Linked DNA regions of Mus musculus: region 1 is linked to region 2. Evidence: chromatin contacts called from public Hi-C data. All regions are on one chromosome and are shown on one strand. The core of a region is the stretch at or near the end of the contact, and the rest is flanking DNA. Distances in the headings are between cores, read along the strand shown.

Evidence for each region. A called contact is a pair of places that touch in the nucleus more often than the background predicts.
Region 1: a Hi-C map of cerebellum shows a contact between it and region 2, with 4 times the contacts expected there. The contact joins two enhancer-like sites. A contact is called at or near these places in 4 of 484 Hi-C or Micro-C datasets (cerebellar granule neurons and cerebellum) and 2 of 115 datasets of contacts at active chromatin or transcription factors (differentiating embryonic stem cells and neural tube).

The regions. Positions count from the first base shown.
Region 1 is chr13:84,564,571-84,569,859 of GRCm38.p6, reverse strand. No RefSeq gene overlaps it. Among named protein-coding and RNA genes, the nearest start is that of Gm34246, 110 kb to the left of the region's middle. Within about 2 kb of position 3,794, at least 30 of the 459 cell types and tissues checked have an H3K27ac peak or open chromatin away from gene starts, as enhancers often do. A contact at or near this core is called in cerebellar granule neurons, cerebellum and neural tube, where this site is marked.
Region 2 is chr13:84,402,259-84,406,885 of GRCm38.p6, reverse strand. No RefSeq gene overlaps it. Among named protein-coding and RNA genes, the nearest start is that of Gm41011, 61 kb to the right of the region's middle. Within about 2 kb of position 2,170, at least 23 of the 459 cell types and tissues checked have an H3K27ac peak or open chromatin away from gene starts, as enhancers often do. A contact at or near this core is called in cerebellar granule neurons, cerebellum and neural tube, where this site is marked.

The sequences.
Region 1 (5,289 bases), core at 2,545-5,044, 160 kb before region 2:
GCTAGGTTTGAGGACCTACATAGCTTCTATAAACTGTAATGATTAATCAGCTCTCCACAGGTCACACTGCTATGGAGAGCAGTTCAACCCTGCTTCCCACATTCCCCACTAACTAGCACCAAGGGCATCTCTCTACATGTTGACACCAGATGGAAGCCCCCATCTGCTACAAAAAGCCAAATTGTTTTATTAGTAGCTGTGGTGCTTACATCCCTACAGGAGACTAAGAAGGTGAGAGGAAGGAAACAAAAGGTGGGGACAGGAAACATGAGCCCACAGCACTCACAAATCATAACCTGAAGCTAGCCACAAGCTGTTCCTTGACACCTACTTCTGATCCATCTATGTCAACAGCTTAAGTGGGATTCCCTGGGACCACAGCCAAGGAATTTAGTTGAGTAATTTTAGTTGAGTGTGATACTAGTTTTAAAAAATGCAGAATACCAGGTTCTCACCATTAACACCAGTTACAACTGTGTTAACACATTAACTTTCTCAAAATCCTCATCTTGGGGTTGGGGCAGAAGAGCCCAAGAACAAGTCAATGAGGTTAGCCAAATTAAGATTAGCTAAAACGCAAACATAATAGTATTTCATAGTACGTATATTTGAATTTGAATATTTGAAAGAAATCACGTTTCCAGACTCACTTGGGATGACATAAAAATATCAGTAACAATAATGTTACATAGTAAGTCAGAACAACAACCATGCAATAAGCCAATACTCATTCTATTAAGAAAAATGGAGATCCAAGTTTTTCCCCCAAACATACTTTCTTCCTGTAAATGTGCCTGTGTCTTAAACCTTAAACTCTAGCACTACTAGAATGGATCCTAAATATTTCTTGAATCTGTCAGGAAAATAAACTTATTGTCAATAAAATTCATAAACATACTATTTCATACAGCTGTGCTTGGTGTTTATCTGCAAGTTAGAATTCAGTTCAAATAAATATTTACCAAGAATTTACCTATAAGTAGTAAAATATATATTTTGTGTACAAACAGTCTTCAGAACTACCTACAATAATTATGCAGTAGGGGGCATGTTATACATGTATGTATGTGTGTGTTCTGCATATAAATTCTAAAAGAAATAACTACTAGAGAGAATTCTGGGATTTGGAAGATTATGTGCTGATTCTGAGCTTTGGTTAAAATGTGATCCAACCCTTAGAGCCTTCATTGTCTGACAATGTAGCAAAATACTTCTTACAATTTACCTGCCTTGGAAACCATCCCTCAGCTCTAAGTTTTCAGTGCCTGTTCCCTGCACATTCCTGAATTTCAGGACTTGCATTCTCACTTTCCTTAATAGACTTTTGCACTTGGTCATTTGAAAGATAGAAAACTTTGTTAAGTCTACAACCCAAATAATATAATCCAAAATATGGAAGACAAATCGCACGTAATTGAAACTAAATAATAATGTCTAGTGGTCCTGGAGAGCAGTTCAAGAAAAGAAAACCAGGCAAAGAAACTTGAAGATAGAAGCATAGTTTCATTCAATTCTTACTGGCTGTTTAGTATAAGTATTTAAGGGGGCTATAAGCTATCAGAATAATTAATTTTCCTTTTAACTGTGCTACAGTAGTTAATGTGGGGCAGAAGTAGCAAATGTGTCAAGGAGACTTGGGAGGGTGGCAGAACAGCAGATCTGTTTGTGTAGATTTTAGGTGTGTTTCAAGATACAGTAGTTCTGCACCTTTTTTATTCATAGAATATAAATATTATCAATATCTCAAAATTCTTATTGCAACAAAATGTGTTAACATTAATCAATTTTATATCCTATTAACAACAAAAAGATACTAAGTTTTTCTTTCCTCAACTACAAAATAAAAAGTCTTGCTGTCACAATTCCTCTAACCCATGAAGTGCTGTTTTTATAAAGGTGCAATATTCAAACATACCAATACTATATTTTGCTTATTTATGTAAAATGACAGTAACTTGAAAGGCAGAGTTGAGGCATGGATGAAACCATGGGGTAGACCTCATATCAAGCCTCGTGTTCAGCTACAATTCTGCTCCTTGCTCATCTAGTGCACTCAAGTAAGGCAAAAGCTTTGCCTCAAGCTGCCCCCCCGAAAGGGATGGCTAAGTAGCTCCGCAGTGTGAAAACCCTCTGTTGACTTCAAAGCTCAAGTTACCACAAGCTCAAGTTTCAATAGAAATATTTTAGATTTTTATGGCTAATAATAATCAAAGTCAAAAGCTATTGACAATCAACTTTTAAAGTATTTTATTCAAATAACTTGGCCAATTTTTACAAGACTATTCAAGGTCTCTTAGAAATTCCTTTTCGAAGAACTTATCTATAGTTTTCTTTGCTTCTTTTATTAATCCATGTGATACATAATGTCTGTACTCTGAGTGAACTTAATGATATCACTGCCTATTCACATGCTTCGCAGACAAATTAGAAAAGCTAGAGAACAATTCTAAATTTACAATAAATTTATTAAAAATATTCTTGAAATCAATTGACCAATATTCATATGTCATTTTCAAAAGACAAACATAGAGACAAGACTGCATGATCACAACCTCAAGAAACTCCAAAGCAGTGACTATAAAAGGGGTGCACAAATGATGTACACAGAAGACAGGATAGGCTCTGCTTGAGAAATGACAGCAAAATTTCATGAAAGAAGAGGAAAATAATACATATTTCACCTGGAGGATAACTCGATTCGCGATTAGAGAAATTCTCTTCAGGATGAGTCTGGCAGTAGCTTATAAATTAAAGAGCTGGGTGGTTTATAATTATGACGCAGCATGACCCATTTATAGAAATTTCATTTCCTATAATATGGTTTAAACAGTAATATGATGAAAAATTTGTAGTGAAAGTACATGTGAATGCTTTCCTTACAAAAGATTTTTACTGCTGTCAGTTTTTGAATTAGTCACTATAATGGAATCATGGTCACTTCTTCAAAATGTAAAATGCATGTGCATATATATATATATATATATATATATATATATATATATGAGAAACAAAATAAGATCTCTTTGTTTTAGCTGGACACAATGTAAGTTCCCTGTAGAATTTTTGCAGGTGTGTTAACTCAACCATCAGGGCCCCTCAGGTTCATGCCGACCTCCAGGGAAGGACATAACTCCTAAAGAGCCTCCTTCCCAGGATACCATTCTTCGGAGTCTTAGTGGCCCCCTTTAAAGGACGAGGTCCCTCACCCTCACCCCTCTGCCCTCCCCAGTCTGAGTCTGGGCGCCATTAGCGCACTGGAGCAGTAATTTCACTAAATTGTACCTTACTGGCCCCCTATTACGAAAGGAAGTGTGAATACTGCCAAAGCCCTTTCGTAACTGGCAATGGAATCACAGGTCAGAAAACATCTTTAGCAAGCATAAATTATTAGGCTCACTATAAAAGAGAGCTGACAGATGAAACAGGCATTTCCATGAGTGAACAATACAGCTTCAATTCAAAGACTACTGATTGGGTGTTCAGCCTCCCAGCATAAACAGCTATTCAAATTTTAAACTGTAACCATCTGAATAAAGAGAAGGATTGCCACGGACACCTCGGGTTCTTCTGAGAGCTTCAACAAGGGATGCGATATAAATAAAATGTCAACCCATAGGTTGAGTATTTCTTCTTCCCAAGGGTAAATTCATAGCCAATGAAACAGAAGGCCAGTGTTTTAGATCATAGGCCACCCCAGAATCATGGAGAGCCGAATTCCTCTAATAGGTGCCCCAGAGCTTTGCTAGGAGATGGTCACTGAGCACATCAGCCTCCCTCTCCACCCACCCTGTCTGTCTGAGTCCTTCCCAGTCTTCCCTTTTGTAAGATGTTATCTGTATTCATGGGGCGAGGCTGGTGGGGATGAAGTCACAAATGTGTAATTATAAACCTCAGAACAATGCAACGCATTCTACTCATAAAAAAGTAGACATCGCCGGTTTCTTGTGGAGACACCACAAAGAAAGACTGCAGCCCGAAATAATGCAAAATCCAGCTAGAGAACAGCACTGTATCTGCTTTGGTGAAAGACTGAAAGCCTAGCGGTTTTAAGCCTCCTAGAATCTGTTGAGAAACTGATAAGAACCTAAGACCAGTCTTTGATTGTTTGTAAATCTCTGATTCACTTGCAGGCATTGGCTGTCTGAATAATGATGGGAGATGTGTATCTAGTACATGCTTAGAGTAAAAGCTTCTCTCTATCTCACAAATGGGGCACATTAGTTAATAGTTCAGATATTAAACACATAGACTTAAATTGAGACTCCTTGAATTTGGGAAGATTCAAACAGTAATTTTAAGTAAAAATAGCAGAGAGTTATCTATTGTTACCAGACTAAAGGACCTTGGGTCTGTGCCTTCTCAGAACTACATGCTAAGCACTCTACCCACAACCCTGTCCTTTAAGCACCAGACTGGGTCTCATATTCTACACAAAAGGAAACTATAAACACAGAACTTTTGCTTGTTAATGATAGGTTTGGAATTAATTTTCTAGTAATTGACACTGGAAAGCCTACCAACACTAATGATTCCCACCCCTATATCTCCAGATCTGTGGAGAGACAATTGTCTTTAATGAACAAAGTACACAAACAATTCATTTACACTGAAGATCTAGGCAGGAGTAGAATGCTTTCTTCTCATCTTGATATGTTTGTTTCATATAATTGTGAAAAATATTATACATGGAAAAGCTTGCTATTTGAAAAATCTGCCCTCAAAGATTTCTCTATATTGATTCATGTTACAAAAGCAAACAGGCCTCTCTGCTATGAAGTGCAGTTTTCTCACTTCCATGCCTCTGCAAGGATGTTGGTTACACTGATTTTATGTGCTAAGAATAAAATCAGCTGTGTATTAACAAGCAAAGAGTCCTGCTGCTGAGAACTACTGTGAAGTATGACACTAAAGGAGGGGGGATTTTAAGAAGGAGAAAACTGAATACATGTGCAATTAGACATGCCTTTGATGACCTCTGATCTCAGGCTGTGCTGTCTTCATTCAGTCTCCTTCCCATAACTACAGTTGAAGTACGAGTCTATATTAATTAAGGAGTGGCTCCAGGCCACCATTTAGAACTACTAGAGGGAAGTTATATATTTGAGTCCCTTGTTATTAAAAGCACTCAGGCAGCATTCATTAATAATACTACCTAAAATACAGCATGCAACTGGCCAGAATAACCTGAGTCTAATGCCAAGTTCAATCCAGTTATTGATATATGGTCATTTTGATGAGAAATTATCAAATCATTTTTGCAATGATTTCCTATGACTCAAATAGACAAAA
Region 2 (4,627 bases), core at 921-3,420:
CTTTCACAAGTAGGCTTTGGCATTGGCATCAAAGGTACACATGCACATATACAATAATAATAAACATTTCATCAAAGAGAACAAGTGAAAGACATGAAGAACAATAAATATGCAGTAAATAAAATGCAATAAAAACAATAGTTCAAAAATATTTAAGGCAATAAATACAGAGTTCCATTTAAAATTCTTCCTTTATCTCTGCCACCTGAATAAAGAACTGGATGTTTTATCAAGCTGAGATAATTTTGAAAATGAAAGATGACATTCTTAAAAATTCTTTTGGTGCTTGGAATATAGATTAATAAAGCATTATCCTAGCAGAAGCAAGCCCTTACAATACTTAATACTGCTAAACCTTAATAAGAAGAACAATCGTAATCCTGAGTGAACAGGTGTACACCAGGAGCTTTAAAAAACAAGGAAGGATAAGAAAATGTTTCATTCTATGGAAAATAGCTAACTTTTTGCTCAGGACATAAATAGGAAAATCCAAATTTATTGTACCTTGAATTTTGCTAAACTTCCCCCAATTTGTAACTTTCCTTTGTGAAATTTTAGTGTCCAAAACTGAATCCTTTGGGAGAAAATATTTAAGTGGCATCAGTGACTGAATATATTGTCCACCCAGTAGTGTTTATATTTTAATACAAGACTACATCTCAAAATAAAGAAATGAATTTGTTATTATAAAAAATCAGATAAGTATCACCAAGTATTTGGGGAAAATGAGAGTTTCGACAGCATTAATAAAAGCATAGTGTGTGTTATAAAAAAAAAAAAATTCCCACTGAAGTGAAACGTAAGCCAGAGGAGAGCGTCTATGTCTCATCTTTTGTTATAACTCACAAAGAAAGGTTACCACAATACATAGGTGCCCCTATAACCTTCCCAGGAGTTATTTTAAATGAAGAATTTCAAATGAAGAATAAAGTTAGTCACACGTACAAGTGGGTGTTTATTTACTTAGGCTGGAGGGGCACAGAGCAGAGTTTGAGACATATTTAAATAAATCAAAAATTAAGAAAGAGGCTAAAGAGCTCTAACAATCAGACCAGGGCTCTGACTGTTCCTTTCTGTGGTTTTCTACGTGGGGCACTAAAACCTCCACTCTAAAAAGCCAGGATCCTACACACACAGCAGTGAGCACTAACAAAAAACAAAACAAAATCTGCAGTTTCACAACAGCCAGAGAGAGAGAGAGAGATGTGAGGTAACAACTAGGAAGTGGGACATTAATGTTTAGAAACCTTCCTTCTTAAATGAGGTAGGAAGGATTACTTCTGAGAGTCAAATAATGAATGAGAAGAAGAAATGTTTTATAGACAGGGTAAGGAGGTTAAAAAAAAAAAAAAGACTGAGCAGACAAGAGAGGGGAGACGGCATGTTTTTTCTTTTTTTTTTTTTTTTTTATTTAGTAACTATAAAATGAGCACTTCTCTCAAAAATAGTTAGATGAAACCATATAACCCAGAAAGCTAAGAAGTTAAGAACGAGTAGCAGTTGGAAAGGAGAGGCAGAGACAAAGACTGAGGGATAAGAAGGGGAAAGATGGAATGTTTTATATCGGATAATGAAGTAAGAGAAAGGCCAAGGACCCAAATCCATCAGGGAAAAAATGCTAATATGAAGCTTTAACATTAAGCATCATCAGGTAGAAGGAAAGCAAACATCATAACTCATGAAGGTAATAAAAAGTCACACAAAAAGTAGCAATAAAAAGTGAGGAAAAAAGTGGGGGAAACGACGAGACGGACAAAGAAACAACACACCATTTTTATTCAGAAAGCTATGCCCTTAAAGGTCCCCAATTCCATGCTCACTCTCAGTAAAGAACCAGACACACAATTCTTTTCCCAGACACTGAGGATGGCTTTGGCCCCAGACATCGCCCCTGAGCCCCCCTTACAAAAATTCTCTCTGTATGTGACCATCTCCTGGGAAAAACAACTGCCCAGGCCGCAGTTCCTCGGATAGTCCTTCATCAGAACAGTTCTCACAGGCAGGTAGCCTCGCTGGTCATACACAGGGATCCCATATGGCACAATCTGGACCTCGCAGAAGTGAAATCTGCATAAAGTAGGACGAAGCCAGAGCCGCACAAAAGGCGAGACACACATGTAGCGACATTGGCTCCGTGCCCTCTGACCCAGCTCTGTGTCTGTTCCCACACTCCCGACAAGCCCGGGCGAATGTGGCCCAGAGCTTGGAGGTAGCTGCGGTCTGTCACTGGATGAGCACGGAGCCGAAAGGAAGCTCAGAATTAGTCCCCCAATGGTGTGTGGATCAATTGTAAGACAGTGTCTTGTCATCCAAAAAGACAATCTACATGTGGCTGCAATTAACCCAGTTAGCCTGTGTCTAACATTGTCCTACAAAGAAACAGCCATGTAGTGAGATGACCAGAGCAGAATACTGCTTTGAAATTAGCAGATTAATTTAGTTCTCTGTAATCTGGGACTGGAATGAGTTGTGTTAATGGGCGTGTGCATGTGCCTGTGTACTTGTAAGTGGCCTGGGTTGTTTCTTGTTGCTAGTGTTTTCTTTCTTTCTTTTCTATTTTCTTTTTGTTTGTTTTTGTCATCATCATCATTGTAAATACACTTTAATAGAAAGCTACACTTATGTCAGTTTTTCCTGGGGAAAATCAATTAAAAAACAACTGAGAGCCAAGGGTTATAAATAATTATGTATTGCTGTAATCTTACAATTTTGTAAGAGCTATCTCTTAACAGAGGTTATAACCAATACACCCAGGTTACCCAAGTACACACCAAACACTAAGTTTAAGATGTGCAATATAGAAACCAAGCCAAAACTACTTTCCCAACTTGAAAGTGTAGCCTCTCCCCTGTGCCAGTGTTTGTGTGCTGTTGGGTGCTCTTTAAAGGAAATATATATATGCTATGAATTAATTCTCAGTATCATCCAAATCAGAGTTGCCATTATTATAATTCCAAGTCAAAAACATATGTAGAATTATTACTATGGATGTTTATTTCAAAGTGGTCGTTATTTTTTTAAACAGAAATGCTTCTTCAATTTTCCTAGATTTTTACATAATCTTACTACGTATGTTCTCATTTCACTACTCTTTTCTGATATAAAATAAAAAGCATTTCACAATCTTTATTTTGAAAGAGGAAAAGTTTTAAACCTTCTTAGCAAGCTGTTGATGTCCATTGCATGCTTAAGGAGAAAGAAGAGCTACGGGGAAAAATACTGAGTACATCAGGAACAAGGGGAGACAGTCTTCTCTCCTTGTGAGGCATCCTAGGACCTTCAAAAGCTGCATCGAGAATTTTGCAAATAACATGACCTCAGAAGGCTTCCCTCTGAAGGATGTCTGGTATCTTCACACCTGATGCAAAATCTAGGCAAATCACTGCGCTGGACTTCACAGTTACTCTATACACATGACCCTGCGAGCCTAGTAACCACACGATCACTAAAAATAGTCAGAATTTAGCTGGGCGTGGTGGCACACACCTTTAATCCCAGCACTTGGGCGGCAAAGGCAGGCAGATTTCTAAGTTCGAGGCCAGCCTGATCTACAGAGTGAGCTCCAGGACAGCCAGGGCTATACAGAGAAACCGTGTCTCGAAACCCCGCCCCCCCCCAAAAAAATCAGAATTTTTATGTTCAAAAGGAGCAAACAGTTACCACAGTTATACCCAATATGCATGCCCCATGTCAGCAGGTTAGCCAACCACAGTTTCCTGCAGCCCACCTGATTCTGGTCAGCTTCAGGCTTATGTGGGAGGCTTGCAATGGTATTCTTATTTTACCAGAGTGTGTTAACAGATTCAAATGTAGACTGGGTGGTGGAAGGAAGAGCTCTGAGAAAGGAGGCATCTGAAAGGAAATGAACAGTATTGTTTTCTGTTACTGCTCAGGGTTTCATTACAGGGTTCATTTGTTCTCTAAGTACAGGAGATGGAGTCCACTGCATATGCTAGGCAAGTGCTCTACGGCTGAGCTACACTGCTAGCTTTTCAATATACTTAATAATAATATCTAATTTGAAATGACAATGACTTGTTTTGTTTCTGACTTGTTTGGGGGTGTCTGAGAAGTTGATCCATAATCATACCTGTAAACAGGAATAGACCATACCTGTTCCTCTGTGGTAGAATGCAAGCTTCGTATGACAAAGCCCTGGATTTGAACCCAGCTTCACATTTAAAATAAGAAAAAAGATTATTGCCTAAATATTGTATTATTTTCAAAAATGTGTATTGTAGTATCCATTGATGCCTCATAATGCTTGCTAAGCTTATTACAGTGGCTTCTAGTCAGTTATAATATAGAGTTATAATATAGAGTTATAATATAGAGTTTTATATGACATGCTTTACCAATTATTTCTTTAGTAAGGATTCTAAAAGATTAGAGCTGGGCGTGGTGGTGCACGCCTTTAATCCCAGCACTTAGGAGGCAAAGGCAGGCGGATCTCTGAGTTTGAGGCCAGCTTGGTCTACAGAGTGAGTTCCGGGACAGCCAGGACTACACAGAGAAACCCTGTCTCGAAAAACCAAAAAAAAAAAAAAAAGATTAGAACTTTAAAATGTTCTAATTTGACATTATTAGGTAACAAATATAAAATATAAGGCATAATTCTGTAAAAAGA